2 separate regions of the Mus musculus genome follow, and region 2 is linked to region 1. Evidence: chromatin contacts called from public Hi-C data. All regions are on one chromosome and are shown on one strand. The core of a region is the stretch at or near the end of the contact, and the rest is flanking DNA. Distances in the headings are between cores, read along the strand shown.

Region 1 (5,287 bases), core at 1,233-3,732:
GTGAGCCCCAGAGATCCACCTGTGTCTACCTCCTCTCGAGCCCCGAGGTCACAGGCATCCACCACCACAGCCAGCTTTTTACTAGAGGATTCTAGTGATCTGATCTTAGGTCCCCATGCTTGCATGGCAGGTGCTTCGCTGCCCAAATCATCTTTGTGATCCTCTGCCCCTCTGTCAAGCCCTCTGGACCTTGAGCATGGTGAGCAGGCACATAAGGCTGCAGCCCCTCTCTTTTCTCCACCCCTGCCCAGATCCTTCACACTCTCTTCAGCCAGGCGGAGAGAAGTAAAAGCTGTCCTCCAGGTGGAGGCAAGGAAAGCCTCCAGGTGGAGGTGAGACATCTCAAGGTTGAGAGTTACAGGTTACCATTGCGGGAAAAAACTGTGTATTACTGTTACCACCCTTTGTCTATTCAGATGTGTTCCAAGACCCTCCTGAAAGCTCAAAACTATAGACAATACAGACCCATGGTACAGTTTAATACATTAGGCACACGTGGTGAGCAATTAGTAATAACAACACAGATCAGAATGTTGTAATAATATGCTGTAATAACATGTATATGAATGTGCTCTTTCAAAAAATATTTTGTTAGAGCTGGGTGGTGGTGGCACATGCCTTTAATTCTAACATTCAGGAGGCAGAGACAGGTGGATCTCTGAGTTCAGGCCAGCCTGGTCTACAAAACAAGTTCCAGGTCAGCCAGAATTATACAAAAACAACCCTGTCTCAAAAAACTTTATTATTATTATTATTATTATTATTATTATTATTATTTTCTCATTATAGGTGTCTGTGAGCCACCATGTGGTTGCTGGGATTTGAACTCATGACCTCTGGAAGAGCAGTCAGTGCTCTTTCTTAACCACTGAGCCATCTCTCCAGCCCTCAAAAAACTTTAAAAAAAATTATTGGATTGTACTCCTGTTTGTTTTTCTTCCCTGGACATCATTTCGATCATGGAAGGAGGCTGGGGAGATGTCACAGCCAGTGCAGTGCTTGTCCAGAAGCATGGGGACCCGAGTTCAATACTCATCATCTACATAGAACACTGGGCATGGTGGTACATGCTTGTAGTCCTGGAGCTGGGGAGGCCGACACAGGCTGGTTGCTGGGGCTTGGTGGCCAGCAGGTTTGGCCTATTTGGTGAACTCCATGATAATAGTATAAGGTCCTGTCTCAAAGCCAAATGAACAAAATAAAAACCATGTAGGTATTGCTTGAAGAATGCTGACACCTGAGGCTGACCTCTAGTCTTCGAATGCACTGACCCACATACATGTGCACACACATAAATACACACAACACACACACACACCACAGTGGATATGGAAACTGCAGCAGGCTTCACTGCTCCAAGGCATGTGTGAGTTCTCTGTGCTAGGCCCATGCATTTGACAGGGTTAGGGATGATTCTTATTAGCAGCTTAATGAAATCCCATATCACAGTGGGGGCACCAGTCAGGATGTCTTAAGTGGTCACACAACCTCCTCCAACCTAGAAAGAACTCCAGGGTTCACCAGAGCCTGTCCCTTGCCTTGTCACCTGGCGGGAGGAAGAGAAGAAGGGCCATGAACCAGAAACCCACCCCAACAGAGCAAGTCATCTTCCTTTAGGTTGCCTTTAGCATTTAGTGATGCTGTCTGTGACTAAAGCACACAGCTTGAACTTTGTCCAAAACAAAAAAAAAACAAAAAAACAAAAAAACAAAAAAACCAAAAACTCTCAGAAGTGGAGATTGTCCCTTGACTGTGTCTGTCCCAACACCCAGGGACAAAGACAAGGAGCCCTGAAGGCATCGGAGCCCTGCCTGATGGCTCCATCTTGGCCATCAGGACTGCACAGAAAAGATCTTATGTGCTTTGTATCATCTGCCAGCAGCTGCTGCGGTGCGGACACCATATGCTCCCGCATGCATGCCAGAGAGCTTTGTGCTCAGGGTTTGTTCCACAGATAGAGCACAGGGACTTGGGACACACCCAGGCGATGGGGGAGAAGGAGCACACAAAGATGAACCCCTAGAGGGATGTTTCCACAGAGACCTTTCTTCTGCAGATTTCTGTCCCCCTGGCCATGACTGTGCGGACGGACGGACCCAGGGCAGCTCCTGGGCAGATCTGTTTTCTGCAGAGCTGCTACAGTCTCCACCCAACTCTTTGAGGCAGAACACAGTGTAATCACGCAGAGCCTGCTCAACCTCTTGTCGCCAGGATTCTTCTTTCTCGTTCTGTTATGCTAAACCTGACATTTGTCACCAGTAAAGGGCTCTCGGCACCAGGCACCAAGGCACTTGCGCACATATCTGAAGGTCGGTGAATGCTGAGGTTCCTGCCTGGCTCCGGGACAAACCTTGAGTGTCACTGGGCTTCCGCCAAGGGAGAGCTGAGCCAGAGCCCGAGTGACCGAGATTCAGGAGGGCAGCCAGGAATGAGTGAGCAAACCGTCTATGGAGTGGCTTCTTCTTAGGACAAACAGAGCACAAATTCAATGGAGGAAAAGAAGGCAAACAGCCCCTCTGGCTGCCCGCCCTGCTAGAGGCAGCCACCTCTTCTGCTAATTGAAAACAAAAGGAGAGAGTTGTGAAATAGGCTCCAGGGCAATCAATGCCTCAGTGCCTCTCTCTCTCTCTCTCTCTCTCTCTCTCTCTCTCACACACACACACACACACACACACACACACGCACGCACGCACGCACGCACGCACACACACACACACACACACAGAGCTCAGGGCTCTTGACTATGCGCAAACCTGCATACACTGCCCTTTGGGCCAAGTACGTTGCAGCAGCAGCACCCCCCCCCCCAAGCCCCTGCACATTGCACAACACAGTCCTGTCATCTGTCGCTTTGCTGAGGGGCCCTTAGGGAAAACAGAGGCAGCTGACACTGGCCATCTGGAAGTCGTCCTCTTGGGGTCCTGTTGCTGCTGTTGGAGGTGCTGGTTGGGCTCCTGTGCACTGAAAACTGTGATGTCCCCATTGCCAGCCACTGCTCCCAGTCTCTCTGGCTGCCCAGACTGCACGGGGGCACAAGCATGTGGTTTTTGGTACCCCACCCCATCTTAGGGTATCTTGCTCTGCCATGTATTTTAGCTGGGTGACTGTGACCTCAGAGTCCTCCTGATGCTCTGGCCAGTAGCTGAGGCCAGATACACAGGAGCTCTGAGCTGTCCCTAGGGGACTTCAGAGAAAAGTGTCCCATAGGGGCTGTGTCTCCTCCTCCCACCCCTCCAATACTTGGTACTGCATGGGTACACACAGGCCCCTCTCCTGTGCCTTGCCCCTGAGTGCACAGGTTTTGAGAAGTCACTGAAACTGCTATGTATCCTTTGCTCCTGCCTGGTTCTTTAATTGTTACAAGCAGAGACCTGGAGAACCTGTCTCCAGACAGCAAGTGAATGGACCATTACCATCTGTGTGGCCCAACGCTCCTGAGGCCTTCACTGCTCAGCCCCAAGACTGCATGAATGTCCAAACAGGCCTGTCTCTTATCCTTGGAACCCCACAGATTTGTACCCCAGGGCACTGGGGGTCTGGGAGTGGAGAAGAGACACAAGACCTTTACAGGACTCTGTTTTGTTTTGTTTTGTTTTGTTTTTTTGTTTGTTTGTTTGTTTTTGCAACAGGGTCTTGTGTAACCTAGGCTAGGTCCAATTCACTATGTAGGGTGATTTTCAACTTCAGATCATCTTGCCTCAATTCCTAAGTGCTGGAATTACTGGCATGGACCCCCATTTGGTGTGGCCAGTTATTATGTGTTGCTGGGGATGTAGCCTACTATGATGCATGCTAGGCAGCCACTTGACCAAGAGGCCACATCTCAGCCCTCAGCCCTGCACAGGACCTAGAGAAGCCTTTTGAGATGGTCCACATCCCAAGACTAGTTGGGATGTCAAGACCAAAGACCTAGGACTAAGTCCCTCCAACATTACACCCAGAAATGGGCTTAAGAATCACTGGACCTGCTACAGACACCCCTCCTCTCTCCTCGGGTCATAAGCAGCCTCTGAAGTTCCCCATCCAGCTGTGTCCCTGGGCCTTATGGATGCTCAGGAGGTCCCAGAGGGACAGGCCACTTCTTGTCTCCTGTCCCCAAGTTGCCACTGGCCTACCAGGGCTGGAAGAAAGCAGAAGGGCAGAGAGCTTTCTGCCTGGATGTTACCAAAGGTGTGTGGTTTCCAAGTCTGCCTGCCGTGCACCTTCTGTGTGGCTGTCCCTCTGGGCTGTGTGTGTGGGCCCAAGTGATCATAGGGTGGATTTCCCACTGGTGGCACAGGGCCCTAAAAGGTTGTCAGTTTCCAAAACAAGAGCATCTCACCTGGTGTTCAAGGACCTCAGAGTTGGGGAGTCACCTTGTTTGGCAGGCATCTCTGATGCCTGTTGTGAGGCCTTGGGCAAAGCAGTTAACCTCTCCAGACCTTGCCCTTTCACTGGGATGCAATTGCATTTGTTAACAGGCTTTTCTGAGAACTATGAATGCTTTGAGTGAGCCTGGACTATGAGAACTCTGGGCACAGTCGATGATAACCACTCCTCATTCCTTACAGGCAAGAAAGGCAAATGAAGCAGCTGTTGGGAGGACAGGAGCAATGGCCCGGGGCCTCCTGCAACCCCTGACATGGGACCAAGCAACCGCGGTGAGAAAAACGTGGACTCTCCTTTCTGCACGTGCTCCTTGCATCCTAGCACCCATGGGTGCAAAAAGCCGGGCTGCAGGTATGAGGAACAGAGTGCTTGCACCAGACCAGGCCACCAGGTGTGCAGTGACTTTTGGCTGATGGGGGGTTTTGAAATGCAGGAGTCAGCCTTGAGCTGAGCAGGGTTTACTGGAAGGAGTGACTTTCAGGGTGGGGGTGGGGTAGGGGAAGGTTGTCAGCTAGGCTTGGAAATCCAGAATGTGACAGCTGGGGAGATGGGAATGTATGAGGGTAGCCAGAGGGCAATCAAGGCAGAGGGACAGCCTTGAGAGAAAGTAGAGGCTGCTGGAAAAAATGGGTGAGCAAGCAAGCAAGCAAGCAAGCAAGCAAGCAAGCAAACAACCAAAAACCCTGCACCATGCTTGATGGCCCACAGGACTCAGGCTCTGACTGGTCAGAACCAAGCTGAACTCTAACCCCTGACTTCAATGTTTCAAGGGTTAGGCTTTATTCTCTCAGCCCTAGGAAGGGTGCCCCAGCCTCCTGGGGGTATAGTTCACAACTCCTAGAGGTGGCTTTATGGGACCCCTTAGTAAAGAGTCAGGTAGGTTTGAGCCTGGCAATCTGCATTGTCACCCCTCTTTCCC
Region 2 (5,287 bases), core at 1,804-4,303, 160 kb after region 1:
GGTTCTTCGAAGTACTCCCGAGGTCCCAATTCACCGCCAGGCAGGTTTAGGCAGGGGCCATGGGAGAGTGTAAGAGGATGTGCTGTCTGAGCAGAGGCCTGAAGTGATTAGGGAGGGGCAGAGCTGGTCAGAGGCAGGCAGCCTGTTTCCCATCAGCCCCCTGGTCACAGGTGAAGGTGAACAGTCTCTGTCTGCAGTGCGCCACCTGGCAAAGCCCTTTCAAGTTACAAATCTGGAAGGGGCCGGGCTCCTTACCCAATGACAGGTTTTTATGGGAGACTTGGTGTGAATGCATAACTTTCCCATGGGCCTAGCCCATGTCGTCTGTGAATCTGAACTCGTGTCCAAGGATTGTTAATACACATAGAACACTTGATAAGCTTGGTGCATCTCATACCAACGTTCAGAGTTCTAAAAACCCACACAGAAAAAAAAAAGAGCTTTGAGGACTGGGATACCAGGCAGGGGTTAGGTTTCACATGGCTTTCACATTTCTGAGCACAGAAGATTGTCTGTGACACATGTAGGGAGCCCTTTATCTCCCAGGGACTCCCACTGTGTGAGTCAAAAGATCTGAGCCAGTGCAATAGTACACACCTTTAACCCCAGCACTCAGACAGATCTCTGAGGCTCAAGGCCAGCCTGGTCTCCATAACCAGTTCCAGGGCCAGGGCAGGCAGGGCTGCAGCGTGAGACCCCGAGAAGCTGCCTTCCTTCTCTCTAGATCTTTTTGGTATGGATGGACATATATGTGTTCATGTGGATGTGTGCATGTGTGCGCGTGCACACACACACACACACACACACACATGTAGGCTGGAAGTAGATAGCAAGGGTCTCCTGTAATTGTTCTGAATCTCTTTTTTTGTTGTTGTTTTTGTTTTTGTTTGTTTGTTTGTTTGTTTTTTGAGACAGGGTTCCTCAGTATAGCCCTGGCTGTCCTGGAACTCACTTTGTAGACCAGGCTGGCCTCGAACTCAGAAATCTGCCTGCCTCTGCCTCCCGAGTGCTGGGATCAAAGGCGTGTGCCACCATGCCCAGCTTGTTCTGAACCTCTTAACTCATCAATTAGGCTGGGATGGCTAGCCAGCAAGCTCCAAGAATCCATCCTTACCTCTTCAAATCCTGGGACTACAGGTATGCATGCCCTGTGCCCAGTTTTTTATGTGGATGGTGGAGATCTGAACTGAGACTCTCATGTCTTTGTGGTCTATTGTTGTCCTCACTGCTATGACAAAACTCTTAACCGGAGCTACTTAGTAAGGTAAAAAAGCGTCTATGTTGGCTTATGATCTGAATGCAGAGTGCACGCATGCGCGCCTGCGTGCTTGCGTGCGTGCGTGCGTGTGTGCCCTGAGAAACAGCTCACGTTGCATCAACAATCAGGAAGTTACAGGGCGAGCATGCTGCTGCGACTTATTTTCTGTTCTGTTCTCCTCTTCATTCAGCCTGGGACCCCACCCCAGGAAATGGTGCTACCCACATTTAGGGTGACTCTTCCACCACACGAGGCAAGAATTTTATCCACGGAGCTGTATCTTCAGCCCTGAGAACACACATCCCTCACAACTTACAGTGCCACTCCTGGCACAGAGTCCGGGCTTTGAGGATGACTGTACTAAGGAAAAGGATGAGGGGTCACATGGCGTGAGGCCCTCCCGTGGTGAGCGGGGGATGCCTGTGACCTTTTGTGGCTGCAGGGCACCTGGGTCTGGATTGTTTATACTTGTGAGCTTCAAGGTTTACAAGTAGCCATGTGGGGTGAACTTGACCCCCACGCACCGGAAGAACTTGAGGGCATAAACAGCAAAGCGTCCATTTCCTGGACATCCCCTCCCTGCCCACTCCAGGTTCAGCAACAGTGCAGCCACCTGGCTGCTCCCAGAGGCTTCCTCCTGCTTTATGACCCACTTTTATGGATCTGGTCACAGCAGCTCCATCCTCGGAGCTGAAACGGCTTTCCCTCACGTGACCTGCCCCCGCCAGTAGTCTGTACTCTGGACCTTCCTGCCTTTGATGGCAATTAGGATAGAATGTGAGCACGGTTGCCTCTAAAAACCCGACGTTAATAATTCTCCAGGGTGGAAGGAAGCCAGGCTCTGCATCCCCAGGAGGGTTGACTTCGGATTAGACGACCTCTGAAATGGGGCAGAGAGCCTCTGGGAGCATCTGAACCTTGGCAGGGTTTCCGTGTGCTTTGCTTCTGTCTTTCCTGGAATAGTGTTACCATGGCAAGGGGCCTGTGCAGCTTCTGGGAAGATAGCAGAGGCTTCCTGGTATCATCTGCCTGCAGGAAATAGTCAAGACTGGATATTGGGATGCTGGGGCTAGATTCCCACCCTTCGGAAGATCTGACGCCGCTCCCCCCCCCCCCCCAGATACTGGATTGTTGTGCTCATCAACAAGGCAGGGGTTGGGGTGGGATGGGTGCTCAGGACTATCTTGGTAACATTTGGGCCATTCATACCGGAAGCTCATGCACACACAGTAGCTCCCTGTCTTAGTTAGGGTTTTACTGCAGTGTACAGACACCATGACCAAGGCAACTCTTATAAGGAAGACATTTAATTGGGGCTGGCTTATAGGTTCAGAGGTTCAGTCCAGTATCATCAAGGCAGGAACATGGAGACATCCAGGCAGGCATGGTGCGGGAGGAGCTGAGAGTTCTACATGTTCATCTGAAGACTGCTAGCAGAATACTGGTTTCCAGGCAGCTAGGATGAGGGTGTTTTAGCCCACACTCACAGTGACACACCTACTCCGATAGGGCCACACCTTCTAATAGTGCCACTCTCTGGGCCGAGCATATACAAACCATCGCACTCCCCGTACACCAGATCATCTAACTGATGAAAGCCTTGTAGGCATCCTAAGGGAAGTCCTCTGGCCTCTTGACTCTGGCCAGTAGAAGTTTGAATTGCTGTAGGCTCAGCCTGGAGCTCCTATCCCTAGTGCATTCTTGTTCACCACCTCTGCCCTGGCTCTATATGGCCTCTGACTCTCAGTTCCTCTTCCTGCTAGCCTGTGGGATAAACCTCCATGTGGCCCTCCTTGAGCTGCAGGGTTTGCAGGGCTTGACTACAGGAAGTGCTGGGGTGTCACTGTCCTCCTGTGGTGTTCCTGTAGGAAGGGGCTGAGGCCTTGGCTAATGGTTATAATTTTGCAGTATCAGTTCCCACTGTCAGTGCCTGGGAGTCTTTTTATTTGAGGCTAAGGGACAGCTGTGTCTGGGACCTGTGAGGACAAGGAGAGGCTGAGAGATCCTTAGAGGAGACCACGACCAAGGCAACTCTTATAAAATGAGGCATTTAATTGGGGGCTTGCTTACAGCTGCAGATGTTTAGTCCATTATCAGCATGCCAGCAAGCATGGCACCATAGAAGCAGGGGCGGGGCCGGAGAAGGAGTTGAGAGCTACGTTCTGATCTACCAGTCAGATAGGGAGACTCTGGCTTGGTGTGGACTTTTTGAAACCTCAAAGCCCATCCCTAGTGACACACTTCCTCCAACAAAGCCACACCCCCTAATTCTTTCAAATAGTGCCCTGCCCTGGTGACTAAGCATTCAAATAGATGAGTCTATGGGGACCATTCTTATTCAAACCACCACAGATATAAACTGAAGAAAAGTAAATGGGGGCGGGGATACCCCTTAAGACCTTCACTAAAGATTCCAGGTAATATCCCCAGGAGCCACAGAATGGAGTGAGCTGGTGGGGAGAGGCAGCCCAGGGGTGCATGAAGAAGATGACTCTATATGATGATATTTAGGTCCAATAAGATGAAGGTCCCATGGCCCTAGAAACTTTCTTGTCTCCAGAAATCAAGACTGGAGGACAGAGTTCTGGAAGACTACAAGAGCATCTTGAATTCCAAAGTGTCTTCTCAAACATGCAAGCTTCCACGTGGAGAAGGAGGAATGGCTACCAGCATAGTGTGTGGCCTTGGGTACTGGAACGGATGACTGCTCATGGGATTCTCCTCTGAAGTGTCTATGTAGTGAACTCCCGTCTGCATAGATGTTAGGACTCAGGGAGGACAGGGCCATCTCCAGGGGTGGGAAGAATTTTCACAGTAAGGAACTGAGAATATTCACTTCAAGGCATAGCCTCACACCCACTCTCTGCCTGGTCTCTTTTTTTAACTCCAGAGTGCAAGGGCAGGTGTCAGGTGCAAGGGCAGGTGTCTGCTACAAGGGCAGGTGTCAGGTGCAAGGGCATCAGAGATTGAAAGTGAAGCACTAGGTCCTATCTTCACTGGGATAATTACTTTCCTGTATACTGATGAGTGAACATGTGGTATATTTACACAGCAGAATACCACTCAGCTGTTAAGACACATAAAATTATGATAATTCTCAGATAAATGGAGGGGGCTTGAAACACTCATTCTGAGTGAGGTAACCTGAACTCAGAAAGTCAACTGACACAAGTTTTCTCTCATTTGTGGATGTTAGCTTTGGATGTTCAGATATGCATGCTTCATTTGGAATGCCCATAGAGACCAGGGAATTAGTAAAGGGACATGGGGATGAGTGTGGTTCAAGGGAGGAGAGATAGGACAAAGTGGTATAAAGGTTAAGGGAGAATAATGGGACAGGAAGAGTTGAGGTGGGGTTGGGAAAGCAGGATACAGGTAGAAGTCTAGGGAGAAATAAATATCACTAAAGACATTTAGAAAAAAGTCATATGGAAGTCTACCCATTACTTACTGTAGATACTTATTGAAGCACACACACACACACACACACACACACACACAGAGAGAGAGAGAGAGAGAGAGAGAGAGAGAGAGAGAGAGAGATAGTTTTTCTATAACAAAGTGGCAATAGCCCCACTAAGCATTACAGGCTAACACATTAAAAGGCCAGTGTCAGGAATGGGTTGCCACGTTGACTAGTGAGGTCCCCGAGTCTCCCAAATATAACGGGCTACTGCCAAAGCTCTTCATTGTGCTCCAGAACTTGATGGTAAGACCTTATTGCTGAAGATGTCACATATTTGACTCACAGAACGTGAAGCTATCAAGCTGGTAGATCTGGAAGCTTTGCCCCTACCACCTAGCTTACATGGTGCTGGAAGCTGCTTCGTACACTACCAGAGAAGAAAACTAATTATCGACCATTCCCAGCTGTGAATCCTGCAAACTTCAGTGATTATTTGCCTAGAAGGATACGCCCACTGGTGTGGTAGGAGCATGAGCATCATGGGAATAATCAACTATTTTCTGATTAGATTTAAGTCCCGCACTGCAAGATGAAACCCATATCTGGCAACATTGTGGGGCCAA

What was found. Hi-C and Micro-C count contacts between places; a contact is called where the count stands out from the background.
Region 2: a Hi-C map of liver shows a contact between it and region 1, with 4 times the contacts expected there. The contact joins two enhancer-like sites. A contact is called at or near these places in 1 of 39 promoter capture datasets (liver), 8 of 484 Hi-C or Micro-C datasets (cardiomyocytes, liver, myocytes and 2 more) and 4 of 115 datasets of contacts at active chromatin or transcription factors (bone marrow-derived macrophages, cardiomyocytes, kidney and 1 more).

The regions. Positions count from the first base shown.
Region 1 is chr13:51,900,644-51,905,930 of GRCm38.p6, forward strand. No RefSeq gene overlaps it. Among named protein-coding and RNA genes, the nearest start is that of Gadd45g, 57 kb to the left of the region's middle. Within about 2 kb of position 2,483, at least 126 of the 459 cell types and tissues checked have an H3K27ac peak or open chromatin away from gene starts, as enhancers often do. A contact at or near this core is called in kidney and liver, where this site is marked.
Region 2 is chr13:52,058,603-52,063,889 of GRCm38.p6, forward strand. No RefSeq gene overlaps it. Among named protein-coding and RNA genes, the nearest start is that of Gm40948, 22 kb to the right of the region's middle. Within about 2 kb of position 3,054, at least 138 of the 459 cell types and tissues checked have an H3K27ac peak or open chromatin away from gene starts, as enhancers often do. A contact at or near this core is called in kidney and liver, where this site is marked.